Linked DNA regions of Hordeum vulgare: regions 2 and 3 are each linked to region 1. The links are chromatin contacts, called in public Hi-C maps. All regions are on one chromosome and are shown on one strand. Each heading gives the region's core, a stretch centred on a gene start, on an enhancer-like site or on the middle of the called end of the contact. The rest is flanking DNA. Distances are from core to core; before and after follow the strand shown. Region 1 holds the start of LOC123448236 (very-long-chain aldehyde decarbonylase GL1-11). Region 2 holds the start of LOC123448239 (ribulose bisphosphate carboxylase/oxygenase activase A, chloroplastic). Region 3 has its middle 22 kb from the start of LOC123448234.

The links. Hi-C and Micro-C count contacts between places; a contact is called where the count stands out from the background.
Region 2: a contact with region 1 is called in a Hi-C map of seedling, with 4 times the contacts expected there. The contact joins the promoter of LOC123448239 here to the promoter of LOC123448236 in region 1. A contact is called at or near these places in 3 of 6 Hi-C or Micro-C datasets (leaf and seedling).
Region 3: a contact with region 1 is called in a Hi-C map of leaf, with 2.4 times the contacts expected there. The contact joins the enhancer-like site here to the promoter of LOC123448236 in region 1. A contact is called at or near these places in 2 of 6 Hi-C or Micro-C datasets (leaf and seedling) and 1 of 1 datasets of contacts at active chromatin or transcription factors (embryo).

The regions. Positions count from the first base shown.
Region 1 is chr4H:154,884,783-154,889,829 of MorexV3_pseudomolecules_assembly, forward strand. LOC123448236 (very-long-chain aldehyde decarbonylase GL1-11) reads left to right here and starts at 2,061. Exons shown (of 7, transcript XM_045125066.1): 1 at 2,061-2,218; 2 at 2,340-2,477. The coding sequence starts at 2,186. LOC123448237 (elongin-C) reads left to right here. Exons shown (of 3, transcript XM_045125067.1): 3 at 743-1,167. The coding sequence ends at 824.
Region 2 is chr4H:155,634,206-155,639,252 of MorexV3_pseudomolecules_assembly, forward strand. It overlaps LOC123448239 (ribulose bisphosphate carboxylase/oxygenase activase A, chloroplastic), which reads left to right and starts at 3,142. Exons shown (of 6, transcript XM_045125069.1): 1 at 3,142-3,280; 2 at 3,402-3,803; 3 at 3,955-4,040; 4 at 4,292-4,764; 5 at 4,895-5,047. The coding sequence starts at 3,245. LOC123448238 (ribulose bisphosphate carboxylase/oxygenase activase B, chloroplastic) reads left to right here. Exons shown (of 2, transcript XM_045125068.1): 2 at 673-2,090. The coding sequence ends at 1,917.
Region 3 is chr4H:154,370,877-154,375,923 of MorexV3_pseudomolecules_assembly, forward strand. No RefSeq gene overlaps it. Among protein-coding and RNA genes, the nearest start is that of LOC123448234, 22 kb to the right of the region's middle. Within about 2 kb of position 2,890, at least 3 of the 3 cell types and tissues checked have open chromatin away from gene starts, as enhancers often do. A contact at or near this core is called in leaf and seedling, where this site is marked.

The DNA.
Region 1 (5,047 bases), core at 811-3,310:
ACCTTTTTTTTGACATCAGAATGCCTAGCGCTTAATAATGCTAGGCATGTGCTTAGGCAAGATATGCTGGCAAAACACACAATTAACGCCTAGCCCTTTTTTTCTCCTTGGTTAGAGTAGAACGCATGGTCCTTGTACCTGGTTCAAATGGGATTTTGATGAAAATTGCATGTTGTCATTTTTTGAGCAGAGTACAATCGAAGTCGCTCACATACACGAGCATACACTCACCCCTATGAACGCACGCACGCACACCCTACCCCTATGAGCATCTTCGAGAGACTAAGCCGGCACATCATCTTGAGATTGACGAAGTCGCCACTGACGCTTTCGTTGTCGACGGGAATGTCTCCTCCCACTGAAAGCACATCGCCGGAAGACCTGGAATAAATCCAGGAAAATGCAAGCACCAACGTCAAGTCTGGGACTTGAACTCTGGTGGGCAGCGGATACCACAATCCTCCTAACCATCCAACCACGGGTTGGTTGCTGCATGTTGTCATTTCGTGTGTAGAGGAGATGAGATTTTTTCGTCAGTACAAGAGAATTTGGTGTGTTTTCACATATATTGCAGATTCCACCCTTACTTTGGGTAGTGAAAATACGCCTTGCATAAGAAACAGAAGCAGTGTACTGATAGGCTTTGTATTAAGTGGTGTGTTTAGTTGGACTAGCAGTGAATGCGATGTTTGCATATCGCATCCGTTGCGTTTGTTTGACGACTCTGTTGTTTTGTTTGTAGTGGGAAAGAGACGGCGGAGTTCCCGATCGAGCCAGAAATAACCCTGGAGCTGATGATGGCCGCAAACTACCTCGACACTTAGCCTGGAAAACTTCATGGTTGACATGATGAATCCATCGTCCATTTGGGTTCACTTAGTAGAAAACGTGATGTTCCACCATTGTGCTTGCCTTGTCTTGTAATAATAGTAAACTACTCCCTCGGTTCCTAAATATAAGTCTTTTAAAAGATTTCACTAGGGGTCTACATATGAAGCAAAATGAATGAATATACATTTTAAAGTATGTCTATATACATCCGTATATAGTCCATTAGTGAAACCTTTAAAAAGACTTGCAGGAACGGAGGGAGTAGTAAGGTTGCTTGCGAATTGCGATGGATGTATTGCACAGTTATCAGCAGGAATCTGTCGTTACTGGACCTAACAGCTTGGCCGGGATCAGATCTTGTTGATATATCAACCAAAACTCAGAAGTGAAGCGCGACCAGATCTTATCAGCTGTATCATCTGCTGTATTGGACTGTGATCAGCTGGGCACATGTCGCTTGTTTTCTATACATCACACACACAAAGATTCCACGCAAGTGATGCAACCGGATTCCATCGACCATTAGCCAGCGCAGGACGTTGTGACCTGGGCCGGCTGCTACGACTCTCATCCAACGTTATTAATACTTGTTGCGTTTCATAGTAGTTCTTGCTGTCATGGGTATGATAGTGATCTGACCAGTTCTTCCTTGTGATAGTAGTTTTGTCATAACATTTGATGTCGATGCGGCAACACACAAAAAACACATGATTGGAAATGTGATGTGGCTGCATCAGCATGAGATCCACAAAAACATACCAGACGCCTTCTTAAAAATAAAAAAAACATAAACGACATCACACCATCAGATCTATCCTCATCCTTATCCTAGCCCTCGGATCTAGCCAAGAAAACCCATCACAAATTCTCTCTCTGGGAGTGGTCATTCGATGGTCCAGTGTCCTTGGTCAAAACTTTATTATGTACAGTATATGGGATGTTTGTACTTCTGGTGAATCTTTATGACATATCCCAAGCACTTTATTGAAACCTCTAAAAAAACTTGTATTTTGAAATGAAGGGAGTACAACGATACAAACTGAAGTAGTCATGAATTAATGCTTGCGGAATTAGTTGAGTCTTATCTGCAAGCATGCATTTTTATAAGGGAAAAAAAGGAAAAGGAAATGAGTCGAAGGGGGCGGAAAACCACACACACACACGTGGACGCATCTAGTCCGGGTGTGATGACCGAGTGACACACAGAACCAACACATATATTCAGCCAGGAGGAAGCGAGCAGAGGAGGCGGAGGAGGAAAGCTCCAAGGGCGGCCAGCCAGCCAGATACAACATACAGCACCGAGAAAGATTCTTCCCCCCTCCTCCTGCCATCCGCCGCCGGCCACCCAGCAATGGCGGCCACCCCCCTCGACTCCGCCTGGGAGGTACGCGCCTATCCTTCCGATCTCTGTCTCCCCTCCCCGCTATACGTGCCGATCTTGACGGATCTCCTCCTCTCCCTTCGGTCGCCGTCTCCGGCCTTGTCGTCGGGATCAACGAATGCAGTGGCTGATCACCAACTTCAGCGAGTTCCAGCTGGCCACCGTCGTCACCTTCGTCCTCCACGAGAGTGTCTTCTTCCTCTCCGGCTTCCCCTCCCTCCTCTTCGAGCGCTTCGGACTCTTCGCCAAGTACAAGATCCAGGTCTGTTCCTACTTATCTCGCACGCTTCTTGATTGATTTGATCCGTCCACTATATAGACGTGTCTAGGACCATCTTGCACGTCAAATGCGTGTGTATATCTTCGAAATTTCGCGACAACATGGTTGGAGAACAGTCAGGGAAGATAACCAAACCTTTTTTTGCAACCTATGTTTGGATGCTTTTCTTTTTCTCCTTTTGTAAAAAAAACTTTCCCTATCATGACAAGCAAGACCGACGAGTAAGACAGCCGAACCAGAAAGGGATGCGTCTGCTTTCTTTATATTGTGTGTACTGATATTATGAACCAAGCATGAGTAGGCAACACTCATTTTCGTTTGGCTCTCTTCGCTACAGTTTCAAGAAACTATTTCTGCCTCATGCTATTAGAGTTTAATAAAGTGATACATGGTGCCTTGCGTCCAAATGAAACTGCCCGGAGAAGGAAAATAAGGATGAGAAACACTGGTGACAGGGCTCAGCTAAACATGCATCGAAAGACTTATGGATTTTCACTGTAGATGCTGCACTAATACTTAAACCTTGTATTTCTTGATCAAGCTATAATAAATTCCTGCCCCGAGGTTATGATTTCAAAATATGAAAATTAAAGTTGCAAGCTGAAAAAATCCTTGGACTTTGGAATGCTTTAATTCTAAGCACTCTGGGAATCAATCCCTGCATCATCAGGACCAACAAATGCCCAAGTAATGAGATACAAGATGCAGGTCTGCTCTTAACTACGTCACACGCTTCTTGATTGATCCCTCCACTAGATAGACATATATAGGTCCATCTTCCATGTGAAATGCATGTGTACCACACATGGCGGGGAACTGTTAAAAGAGATAACGCGGGGATAGACAGGGAAGGTACCCAAACCTTCTTCTAAGCTGTTAATGGATGTTTTTCTCTTACATAACTTTCTCCATTATGGCAAGTAAGACAGCCCAAGCAAGGAAGAAATGTATCTGATTTATTTCGATATGATACTATATGAACCTAACAACACCAGGAACCAGCTGTTTTCATTTCACGTTCTTTGCTCCTATTTAAGAAACTATTTCTGTCGTTGAAGGAGATATTTCTGACTTTTGCTGTCAGAGATTAAAAAAAAAAATACACCTCACACCCAAATCAAAATGTCTTCTGAGGAAACAGAGAATAAGGATGGGATACATTTAGTCGGCTAGGCGTGTGTGTGGTCATCGAAAAGTCTTTTACATAACTTTCTCTATCAAGAAAGTGATGTATCTGTTATTTCAATTGTATGGTACTGAGGTGAACCAAACAACACTAGGCATCAGCTGTTTTCGTTTCACGTTATTTGCTCCTATTTAAGAAACTATTTCTGACTTTTAAAGAACTGTTTCTGGCTTTTGCTGTTAGAGATCCAAAGTAAAAAATTACACCTCACACCCAAATCGAAATGTCTTCCGAGGAGAAGGAAAATAAGGTTGGGATACATTTGGTCAGCTAGGTGTGTGTCTGTGGTTATTGAAAAGTATTCCACATAATGTTCTCTATCAAGGAAGTGATGTATCTAATTTATTTCAATTGTATGGTATTGAGGTGAACCAAACAACAGTAGACACCACCCATTTTCGTTCCATGTTGTGCGCTCCCATTTGAGAAACTATTTTTTAGTTTTCCTCTTAGAGATTCATATTCAGACATGTTGTATGATACTGACATGAACAATACAAGAGTAGGAAATACTCATTTTCGGTTGGTTTCAATGCTCCTGTTTAAGAAGCTATATCTGCCCTCTGCTATTAGAAGAAATTTATGGTGACATATCACACCTTGTGTCCAAATTAAGCCAGATGAGACAATGATAATGGGGATGACAAACACTTTGTCAGCGGTGGCGGAGCCAGGTTTGAAGTTTGTATGTAACTTCATTTGACATTCCAAATAGATCTAGATGGCCAAAATCTGTGTGATACAACTACCAAACATAAAATGCAATAAAACATAAAGTTATAAAAGTTGCTGGCATTGGCACCCGGCGACGGAAGATCCTAGTTGCAACATGTAACCATTTTTGTATGCATTTAGATGTCAGTTGGGTGCGTCCACCCTATTGCCTTCCGTACTGTTGTTATAATCGCGACTCAGCTCTAGCTCCTCTGTCCATCACTGTTGTTTGTCCCTCTCATTCCATCTTAGGGTGCTGGTGGGTGCTGGTGAGTTCAATATGTGGCTGCGTGGTGGCTGTGGGGTGCATTGTGTGGTGCGAGTCGAGATTTGGGCTGGCCAAAGACTTAGCAAGAACAGAAGATTGCAGCCTTTTTTGGTCTGGCACATACCGCGTAGACACAAGTGTAAATGAAGTTGGTGGTGGACATTTTTTGTGCACGCATAATGTATTGGCCCAGGCCTACGATGAATCAAGCAGGCCTCCCCTCCTTCCTTACGCGGATCACATACACCACTTCACCTTCATACCTGCAGATCAAAGCTTACGTTTGGCGTTCCATGGTAACATAGCTAAGGGTATGAGGAGGTGTGCTTCCCTAGTTAGCACCTGGAGACCTAGGACTGATACCCCTGCTTGCCCCTATGGTGG
Region 2 (5,047 bases), core at 1,892-4,391, 750 kb after region 1:
CATACACGTTCCATGTCTCTTATTGGTTGATTCCTTTATCCATGTAAAAAAAAACAAAAAACAAGCAGAAAATTAATGCATCGTGCCTAAGTGTTTTGAGATTTTTTTTTCATAAGATGACTTATAAACCAAGACGGAGGGAGTAGGTTGTTTTGTAATTCAATATGTCATTCAAGCCATGGGGCATCAACTTCAAGGCCCAGCATGCCGGGACGGGACGGATCTAAAAACTATTTTGACTCGTGGCAAAACATCATTAAAATAAGGGAGGTAAATGATGGAGAGTAACAAAAACGATTTAAGAGTGGTGTCACATTTTATCCAAATTCATTGAGTTTTAGCATTTCCTCCTAAAAGTTATTCAAATCGTATTGAAATTTCATATTTTGAGTAGGGTCCTAGGCCCCCACTCTCTTCAACACGGGCCCACCACTTCTGGTATTGTACCTTTGACCTTCCGCCCCTGTTCATCAGCTGGAGCTTTTGGATGGACTAATTAATTCTATATATATGCGGATGCAATTGAATAGCGAGTGAAGTCTGGAACTGCCCAAATGAAGGGTTGATATCTGCAAATTAAGCGTTCATCGTGGCAATTGCTATTGAAAGCAAGCAGCAAGTGAACCAACGTGCATGAATGTGATTGGGGCTGACTATGTCATACTTGTGCAGGCGTCGACCCCGACCATCTTCCTGGGCAAGAAGGTGAAGAACTACTACCATGGTGGCAACAAGATGAAGAGCAGGGTGGTGAGGGTCATGGCGGCCAAAAAGGAACTTGACCAGGGCAAGCAGACCGATGCGGACCGGTGGAAGGGTCTGGCCTACGACATCTCGGACGACCAGCAGGACATCACTCGGGGGAAAGGCATCGTGGACTCCCTGTTCCAGGCCCCCATGGGCGACGGCACCCACGAGGCCATCCTAAGCTCCTACGAGTACATCAGCCAGGGCCTGCGGAAGTACGACTTCGACAACACCATGGACGGGCTGTACATCGCGCCGGCATTCATGGACAAGCTCATCGTCCACCTCGCCAAGAACTTCATGACACTCCCCAACATCAAGGTTCCTCTCATCCTGGGTATCTGGGGAGGCAAGGGACAGGGCAAGTCGTTCCAGTGTGAGCTGGTGTTCGCCAAGATGGGCATCAACCCCATCATGATGAGCGCCGGTGAGCTGGAGAGCGGCAACGCCGGCGAGCCGGCCAAGCTGATCCGGCAGAGGTACCGCGAGGCGGCCGACATTATCAACAAGGGCAAGATGTGCTGCCTCTTCATCAACGACCTGGACGCCGGCGCGGGCCGGATGGGCGGGACGACGCAGTACACGGTGAACAACCAGATGGTGAACGCCACCCTGATGAACATCGCGGACGCGCCCACCAACGTGCAGCTCCCGGGGATGTACAACAAGGAGGAGAACCCCCGCGTGCCCATCATCGTCACCGGCAACGACTTCTCGACGCTGTACGCTCCCCTGATCCGTGACGGGCGCATGGAGAAGTTCTACTGGGCGCCCACCCGCGAGGACCGCATCGGCGTGTGCAAGGGCATCTTCCGCACCGACAACGTCCCGGACGAGGCCGTGGTGAGGCTGGTGGACACCTTCCCGGGGCAGTCCATCGACTTCTTCGGCGCGCTGCGGGCACGGGTGTACGACGACGAGGTGCGCAAGTGGGTCGGCGAGATCGGCGTGGAGAACATCTCCAAGCGCCTCGTCAACTCCAGGGAGGGGCCGCCCACGTTCGACCAGCCCAAGATGACCATAGAGAAGCTCATGGAGTACGGCCACATGCTGGTCCAGGAGCAGGAGAACGTCAAGCGTGTGCAGCTCGCCGACAAGTACCTCAGCGAGGCGGCGCTCGGCCAAGCCAACGACGACGCCATGAAGACCGGTGCCTTCTACGGCAAGTAGAAGGTCCTACTCTACTTAAGATGCATGCATGCACTATATATATGTTGGACTATTTTGGACCCGAAATCCACTCAAACTTTTTGATTCATCGCCGCACAGGTAACCCAATTGTAAGTCTCTTCTTGAAAGAGAAAGGAATTGTATATGTTCTTAAATCGTCATTTTCCGCTTAATCATTTCTCCAATGGATGCAAGCTAGGGTCCCAAGTCCCAACAACCTATATATCTCTTGATATTAGCACTTGTCGGAAGATTAGCACATATGTGGAAATCATCTGAAGCTTGTTGATTAGGTACGAGTACTGTGGATGTGGGGGGTCATGACTCATCACATACATACATATTTTCCCTTTGACGGATTACGGAAACCCCAATTTGCACCACAAAGTTGATTAACAAGGACAACATCACTAGAAGGTGTATTGGACAAAGATTGTGCGAGCCAAACGGCTCGCATTCATCGTAATGATCAATTAATGGTCTGTACTAGACCCAAACAATGAGAATACCAGCAGGGAACTTGAGCTAGGCAACACGAATTACATTTACATGAAAACATTAGACACGTTCTATAATCTTTTCATCAAAGCAAAACTGCATGGCTACCTTTTCTCTTAATACGCTTCATTTTTTTTTACCGAAGTGGCAATATTTATTGGAGTAGACAAAAGTACAAACCCATGTGCTTGATGTCAACCAGGACTTGATTTGTGTGGTGCCAAATGACATCCCTAGCTTGATGGTTATCAACAAACCAGTATATGTATGGCAGCAACAAATTTGTGGTACTTGGAACTAGAATACAATCTTGGGTGCCTCATCCAACAAGCAACGAGAGACCCTTTTTTTGTGGTTATGCAATGACATGGCTTGGCTAATAAACAAGATAGTATATACGGGCGACCGAGTGAAAGGAAAAAATGAAAGGCACGGAAGAAATGGGAGATGATTTGAGCATGAATGGTTAGATTCTGTGGCCGTGGAAGGCCATGGAATTGATGGCCAGCAGACGTATCTGCAGCTGCAGCTGCAGCGTTTGGTCTTGACGGTCCAAGTCATCCAACCGGCCGGCCAAGACGCTCAGAACCCAATCTCCAGCGTGTGGCCTCTGGGGGATCGGGAGGCTGATCCACAAGCAGGGGTGTGTGTATGCCGCCTCCTCCTCCAAGCTCCCCACAGCAGAGCAGCAATATGCCAATCCACGTGTATTTAAGGCGTCACATAGCTCGGCCTCTATACTTTGAGCAGCAGCAGTCATTCATCACTGATCACCAGCACAGCCGCGCGCATCCACCGTTGCTAGCAAGGTCGACCAAGCAGCACAGAGATGGCTGCTGCCTTCTCCTCCACCGTCGGGGCTCCGGTGCGTACCACACACTGATCGATCGATTGATTGATTGCATCTCTTGCTTAGTGATGATATCCTATCAGTGTCTTCAGCGGCATCTCATGTGTGTATATGTAATGTAATGTAATGTATACAGGCTTCTACGCCGACCAACTTCCTCGGGAAGAAGCTCAAGAAGCAGGTGACCTCGGCCGTGAACTACCATGGCAAGAGCTCCAAGGCCAACAGGTTCACAGTCATGGCAGCGGAGAACATCGACGAGAAGAGGAACACCGACAAGTGGAAGGGTCTTGCGTACGATATCTCCGACGACCAGCAGGACATCACCAGAGGGAAGGGCATCGTGGACTCGCTCTTCCAGGCGCCCACGGGCGACGGCACCCACGAGGCCGTCCTCAGCTCCTACGAGTACGTCAGCCAGGGCCTGCGGAAGTACGACTTCGACAACACCATGGGAGGCTTCTACATCGCTCCTGCTTTCATGGACAAGCTTGTTGTCCATCTCTCCAAAAACTTCATGACCCTGCCCAACATCAAGGTACCTTTTTTTTTCTTTTCTTTTTTTGAAAAAAGGAGGTTGAATTAATCGATGCATGCAGACATCGTTATTTAATTTAATTGATTATTAGCAGAAGCAGCAATAAAATGAATCATTCTGATTCTGAAACTGACCTTGAATCGAAATTCAGATCCCACTCATCTTGGGTATCTGGGGAGGCAAGGGTCAAGGAAAATCATTCCAGTGTGAGCTTGTGTTCGCCAAGATGGGCATCAAGTAAGAATTTACATTCATCTACTTCCTCCCTAAAGAAATACTACTCCCTCCGTTCCATAATATAAGTCATTTTAGAGATTTCACTAAAGGACTACATACGGATGTATATAGACATACTTTAGAGTGTAGATTCATTCTTTTTGTTTTGTATGTAGTTTCTTGATGAAATCGCTTAAAAGACTTATATTTAAGAACAGAGGGAGTATAAGATAATAGTAATAATAGATAATGACCTGTGCTTTTTGCCACAGCCCCATCATGATGAGTGCCGGAGAGCTGGAGAGTGGGAACGCTGGAGAGCCAGCCAAGCTCATCAGGCAGCGGTACCGTGAGGCTGCAGACATGATCAAGAAGGGTAAGATGTGCTGCCTCTTCATCAACGATCTTGACGCTGGTGCGGGTAGGATGGGCGGAACCACGCAGTACACCGTCAACAACCAGATGGTGAACGCCACCCTGATGAACATCGCCGATGCCCCCACCAACGTGCAGCTCCCTGGCATGTACAACAAGGAGGAGAACCCCCGTGTGCCCATCGTCGTCACCGGTAACGATTTCTCGACGCTCTACGCTCCTCTGATCCGTGATGGTCGTATGGAGAAGTTCTACTGGGCTCCCACCCGTGACGACCGTATCGGTGTCTGCAAGGGTATCTTCCAGACCGACAATGTCAGTGACGAGTCTGTCGTCAAGATCGTCGACACCTTCCCAGGACAATCCATTGGTATATTTCTCTTGTTTCCAAATATATATATATATATATATATATATATATATATATATATATATATTCATCAGGGCAGACAAGTTGTATATCAGTAATTAACAAAGTATCATGCATCGATCCGATACAGACTTTTTCGGTGCTCTGCGTGCTCGGGTGTACGACGATGAGGTGCGCAAGTGGGTCGGCTCTACCGGAATCGAGAACATTGGCAAGAGGCTGGTGAACTCGCGGGACGGGCCCGTGACCTTCGAGCAGCCAAAGATGACAGTCGAGAAGCTGC
Region 3 (5,047 bases), core at 1,640-4,139, 510 kb before region 1:
GATCAACGAAGCGCGCGGAGTGGAAAAAATGTTGCATGGGCCAGCGCCCGAGGGGGCGACCGGCGCGTCGGTTCGGCCGGCGCGCCGGGTGGAAACGATTCCCAACAAAAAGGGGAGGAACCAAGGTCAAACCCCATACATGCCCTGCTCGCTGCTGCACAGTCTACAGCGTCATGCAAGGTAAGCTATCCTGCCAAGCAGTTCGAATAAATCCACCGAAAAAACAAAAGGGGTGGAAAATATATATTATACTGGGACAAAATATAGTAAAAAATGCTTGCAGCAAAAATGACGCTGGTTGCAACAAATTTAGACGAAAAATGTTGCATCCATTGACCAACGAAGCGCGCGGGGTGGAAAAAATGTTGCATGGGCCAGCGCGCGAGGGGGCGACCGGTGCGCCGGGTGGAAACGATTCCCAACAAAAAGGGGAGGAACCAAGGTCGAACCCCAAACCTGCCCTGCTCGCTGCTGCATAGTCTACAACGTTAGGCAAGGTAAGCTATCCTGCCACGCAGTTCGAATAAATCCACCGAAAAAACTTGTTGCATGGGCCAGCGCGCGAGAGGTCGACCGGCGCGTCGGTTCGGCCGGCGCGCCGGGTGGAAACGATTCCCAACAAAAAGGGGAGGAACCAAGGTCGAACCTCAGACCTGCCCTGCTCGTTGCTGCACAGTCTACAACGTCAGGCAAGGTAAGCTATCCTGCCACGCAGTTCGAATAAATCCACCGAAAAAACAAAAGGGGTGGAAAATATATATTATAATGGGACAAAATATAATAAAAAATGCTTGCAGCAAAAATGACGCTGGTTCCAACAAATATAGACGAAAAATGTTGTATCCATTGACCAACGAAGCGCGCGGGGTGGAAAAAATGTTGCATGGGCCAGCGCGCGTCGGTTCGGCCGGCGCGCCGGGTGGAAACGATTCCCAACAAAAAGGGGAGGAACCAAGGTCGAACCCTAGACCTGCCCTTCTCGCTGTTGCACAGTCTACAGCGTCAGGCAAGGTAAGCTATCCTGCCACGCAGTTCGAATAAATCCACCGAAAAAACTTGTTGCATGGGCCAGCGCGCGAGGGGGCGACCGGCGCGCCGGGTGGAAACGATGCCCAACAAAAAGGGGAGGAACCAAGGTCGAACCCGAGACCTGCCCTGCTCGGTGCTGCACAGTCTACAACGTCACGCAAGGTAAGCTATCCTGCCACACATTTCGAAAAATCCATCGAAAAAACAAAAGGGGTGGAAAATATATATTATACTGGGACAAAATATAGTAAAAAAAATGCTTGCAGCAAAAATGACGCTGGTTGCAATAAATTTAGACGAAAAATATTGCATCCACTGACCAACGAAGCGCGCGGGGTGGAAAAAATGTTGCATGGGCCAGTGCGCGAGGGGGCGACCGGCGCGTTGGTTCGGCCGGCGCGCCGGGTGAAAACGATTCCCAACAAAAAGGGAAGGAACCAAGGTCGAACCCCATACCTGCCCTGCTCGCTGCTGCACAGTCTACAGCGTCAGGCAAGGTAAGCTATCCTGCCACGCAGTTTGAATAAATCCACCGAAAAAACTTGTTGCATGGGCCAGCGCGCGAGGGGGCGACCAGCGCGTCGGTTCGGCCGGCGCACCGGGTGGAAACGATTCCCAACAAAAATGGGAGGAACCAAGGTCGAACCCCAGACCTGCCCTGCTCGCTGCTGCACAGTCTACAGCGTCAGGCAAGGTAAGCTATCCTGCCACGCAGTTCGAATAAATCCACCGAAAAACAAAAGGGATGGAAAATATATATTATACTGGAACAAAATATAGTAAAAAAAAATGCTTCCAGCAAAACTGACGCTGGTTGCAACAAATTTAGACAAAAAATGTTGTATCCATTAACCAACGAAACGCGCGGGGTGGAAAAAATTATTACATGGGCCAGCGCGCCGGGTGGAAACGATTCCCAACAAAAAGGGAAGGAACTAAGGTCAAACCCCAGACATGGGCCAGCGCTCCAGGTGGAAACGATTTCCAACAAAAAGGGGAGGAACTAAGGTCGAACCCCAGACCAAAAGGACGCGTGCTTGATATCGAAACCTCGACCTCACGGTCGCGCTGGCTTGGTCGAACCAGCTCGGCTAGGTGAGGTGCTTTGTCCTGAGAGGGACTCACCCGAAATAGCTAACATAAGGGGACGCCTTCTCTGCTGAAGCAGAGAGACGCCAGAGTCTCTCGCCGGTGCAGACTCACACACGCGCACGCACATGAACGGCAGCGGGGCGCGGCTGTTGCGCGTCCACTGCACCCGCAAGCTACTGCTGCCTACTGCAAGCACTAAACCTACTGCTGCTAAGCAAGCTACTGAACCTGCTGCTACCGCTGTCTGCTGCTGCAACAGAGTAGAGCATCAGCGAGCTTGCGCTCGACGGCGGGGCCTCAGCCAGAGAGGGGAAGCGACGGAGGAGGCGCAGCTCACCTAGGGTCTCAGAGAAGGGGATCGGGCTACGGAGATGAAGAGGATGTTGAGCAGAAGCGGAAGAAGACTCACCGGAGAGGAAGAAGACGGCCGCCGTCGTGGACGTCGAGGAAGCAGCTCCTACGCCGATCTCTTCGCGAAAATGGAACCTCCCGAACGTCCTGTTGCTCCTAGTACTGACGGAGAGAAAGAAGAGCGCCGGATCACCACGGCCCCAAGCTCTTGATCGAGCCGGCCATGGCGTGGAGCAGCTCGGGTTCACCCCCGGCGGTGCTAGGGAAGAGAGGAGGGAGAGAAATGGAGATGCTAGGGTTGAGAAGGGTTGGGGTGCCTCTTATGGCCCTCTGGATGCGAGCCAGCCGTTGATAGAGGAGGAGCTCTGATCTGGTGGTGGCTATGGAGTCGTACATGTGAGGTCGAGAGGTGGGAGAAGAGGGACCCGCTACGGGCTGGACCGAACAGCTACTGCGCCTATAAGGGCTGGCCTGGCTCTCTCTTAACTCAAACCAAAGAAGAACCTCTGTTTTATTTTGTAAAACCAGACAACCACATAAATCCCGCAGAAATAAGAAGGGGTTTTGAAATAAAATAAAAAATACTTTGCTAAACAAAATAATATAGCCTATTTAATAAAATAGGTTTAACTATTTTTAGGGAAAGCAAAATATATGCTTTATTAATAAATCTAGGCTGTTTTTCAAAGAAACGGAATATCAAGGCTTGGAGAAAAAATAAAAGAACTCCACTTCACCACTCACAAAAATTGAGATGAAAGGTGGAACATTTGTATAGGTTTTTTAAAGCAAGTTGAAAACACATTTAGCAAAATATTTGAATAGGGAGGGTTTTAGAATCATGGAGCAACAAAGGTTTTGAAGGGGCTTTGTTGCACCCACACTTATGCACAAGATCACAAACATACACCCTCAAATGATCATCAAGGTGGCGTCCATGACAAGATCAACCAATCAAGACAAAAGGGGAAAAGAAATAAGACATGCATGATGCATGAGATGCACATGAAATGACACACCACAAGCCTATCATCCATAACATTGCATCAACACAGTTGCAAAACATGGAAAGGATTACAAAAGGGGAAGGAAAAGCACTTGGGCTGTTACAAATAACATGTAACCAGCCTTCATCCAACTTGAGCTCTATCACCACAACCCAGTGCAATTCTACCTCACGGACAATCAGCCAAAGACGTCGCCACGTGCGCCATCACCTTCACTCGTGCGTGAAGCATAGTCTTGTCACTCGCCTTCAGAAGCCCTGACCAGTACATTAAGAAAGAACAAGCAGTGAAAACAGCTTCTAACAGACTTCTAACCACACGCTTCTCAAAAGTAACTTTTTTTCGAGTGCACCATATACTCCAACATAAAGCAACCAGTATCATCATATAGAACTTCCTACCCCCCAAGAAGGAATGTGTACAACCAAGCACAGGATTGCCACAAGGCTCGAGGACAACATGTCGCACCTACAGCCAACCCAAAGGCCCCCCAAACAGAACGAGCAAAGATGCAACCAAAAAACAAGTGTTTCGCCATTTCAACATTCTGACAGAATGAACATAAGGGGTTTCCGGACCAGTTCCTCTTTCGCATATTAACTCTAGTAAGAACAGCGTTTTCAAATGGTTGCCACAAGAAGATTTTAATCTTCAAAGGAATTTTAGCCTTCCAAACCCATTTATAATGAGGTACTGCAAGATCTTTTTCCAACCAGTTGTAAACTAATTTAATAGAGAACAACTAGTTAGGAGTAAGTTTCCAAACCACCTTCTCAGTAGAATGAGATAACACCAAGTTCCGAGCACTATTAACAATCTCTTCCCATTGTCGAGCCAGCTCTCGAAAGAGAGTATGCCTAAAATTGACTACATAGTTGTTACCAGCAAAGGTCGCAAGGCTACAATCTTGATTATCACATATATTAAATAGCATAGGACAACTATCCTTTAATGGTTTGTTACCAGACCAGGGCTCATGCCACAGCCTGGTGAGGCCCCCGACATTAGTAATAATCTCCCTACCAGCCATATAACGTCCTTAACTTTCATGATAGCTTTCTAGCAAGGAGAATCATTAAACAGAGGTTGAATATTAGCAATTGTTTTCCTTTTAAAGTATCTAGCTCGAACAATTTGTTGCCATAGACCCTCACCAGTTTCAAGTTTCCACCACCACTTAACCAACAAGCTAACATTTTGTTTATGTAAATCTTTGATACCCACACCCCCAATTCTCTTCGAACGACATACCCTGGCCCACTTAACCATATGATATGCACGCTTTTTCTTGCCCCTCCTCCAAAAGAACCGCCTACGGTGTGTGCTCATATTTTGAACAAAAGTCTTGTTCAGCAAGAACATGGACATGAAAAAGGATGGAATACCATCTAAACTAGAGTCTAGGAGGGTAGCTCTAGCCCCAAAAGAGGCTGAATACCCTATCGAAGCTGCTAAATTCCTAAGGAATTTCTCATCAAGGAACTCCCAATCAATAGTTTAAAGATTTGCATACGTCACCGGAACTCCCAAGTACTTCACAGGAAGCTTGCCCACTTGACACGCAAACA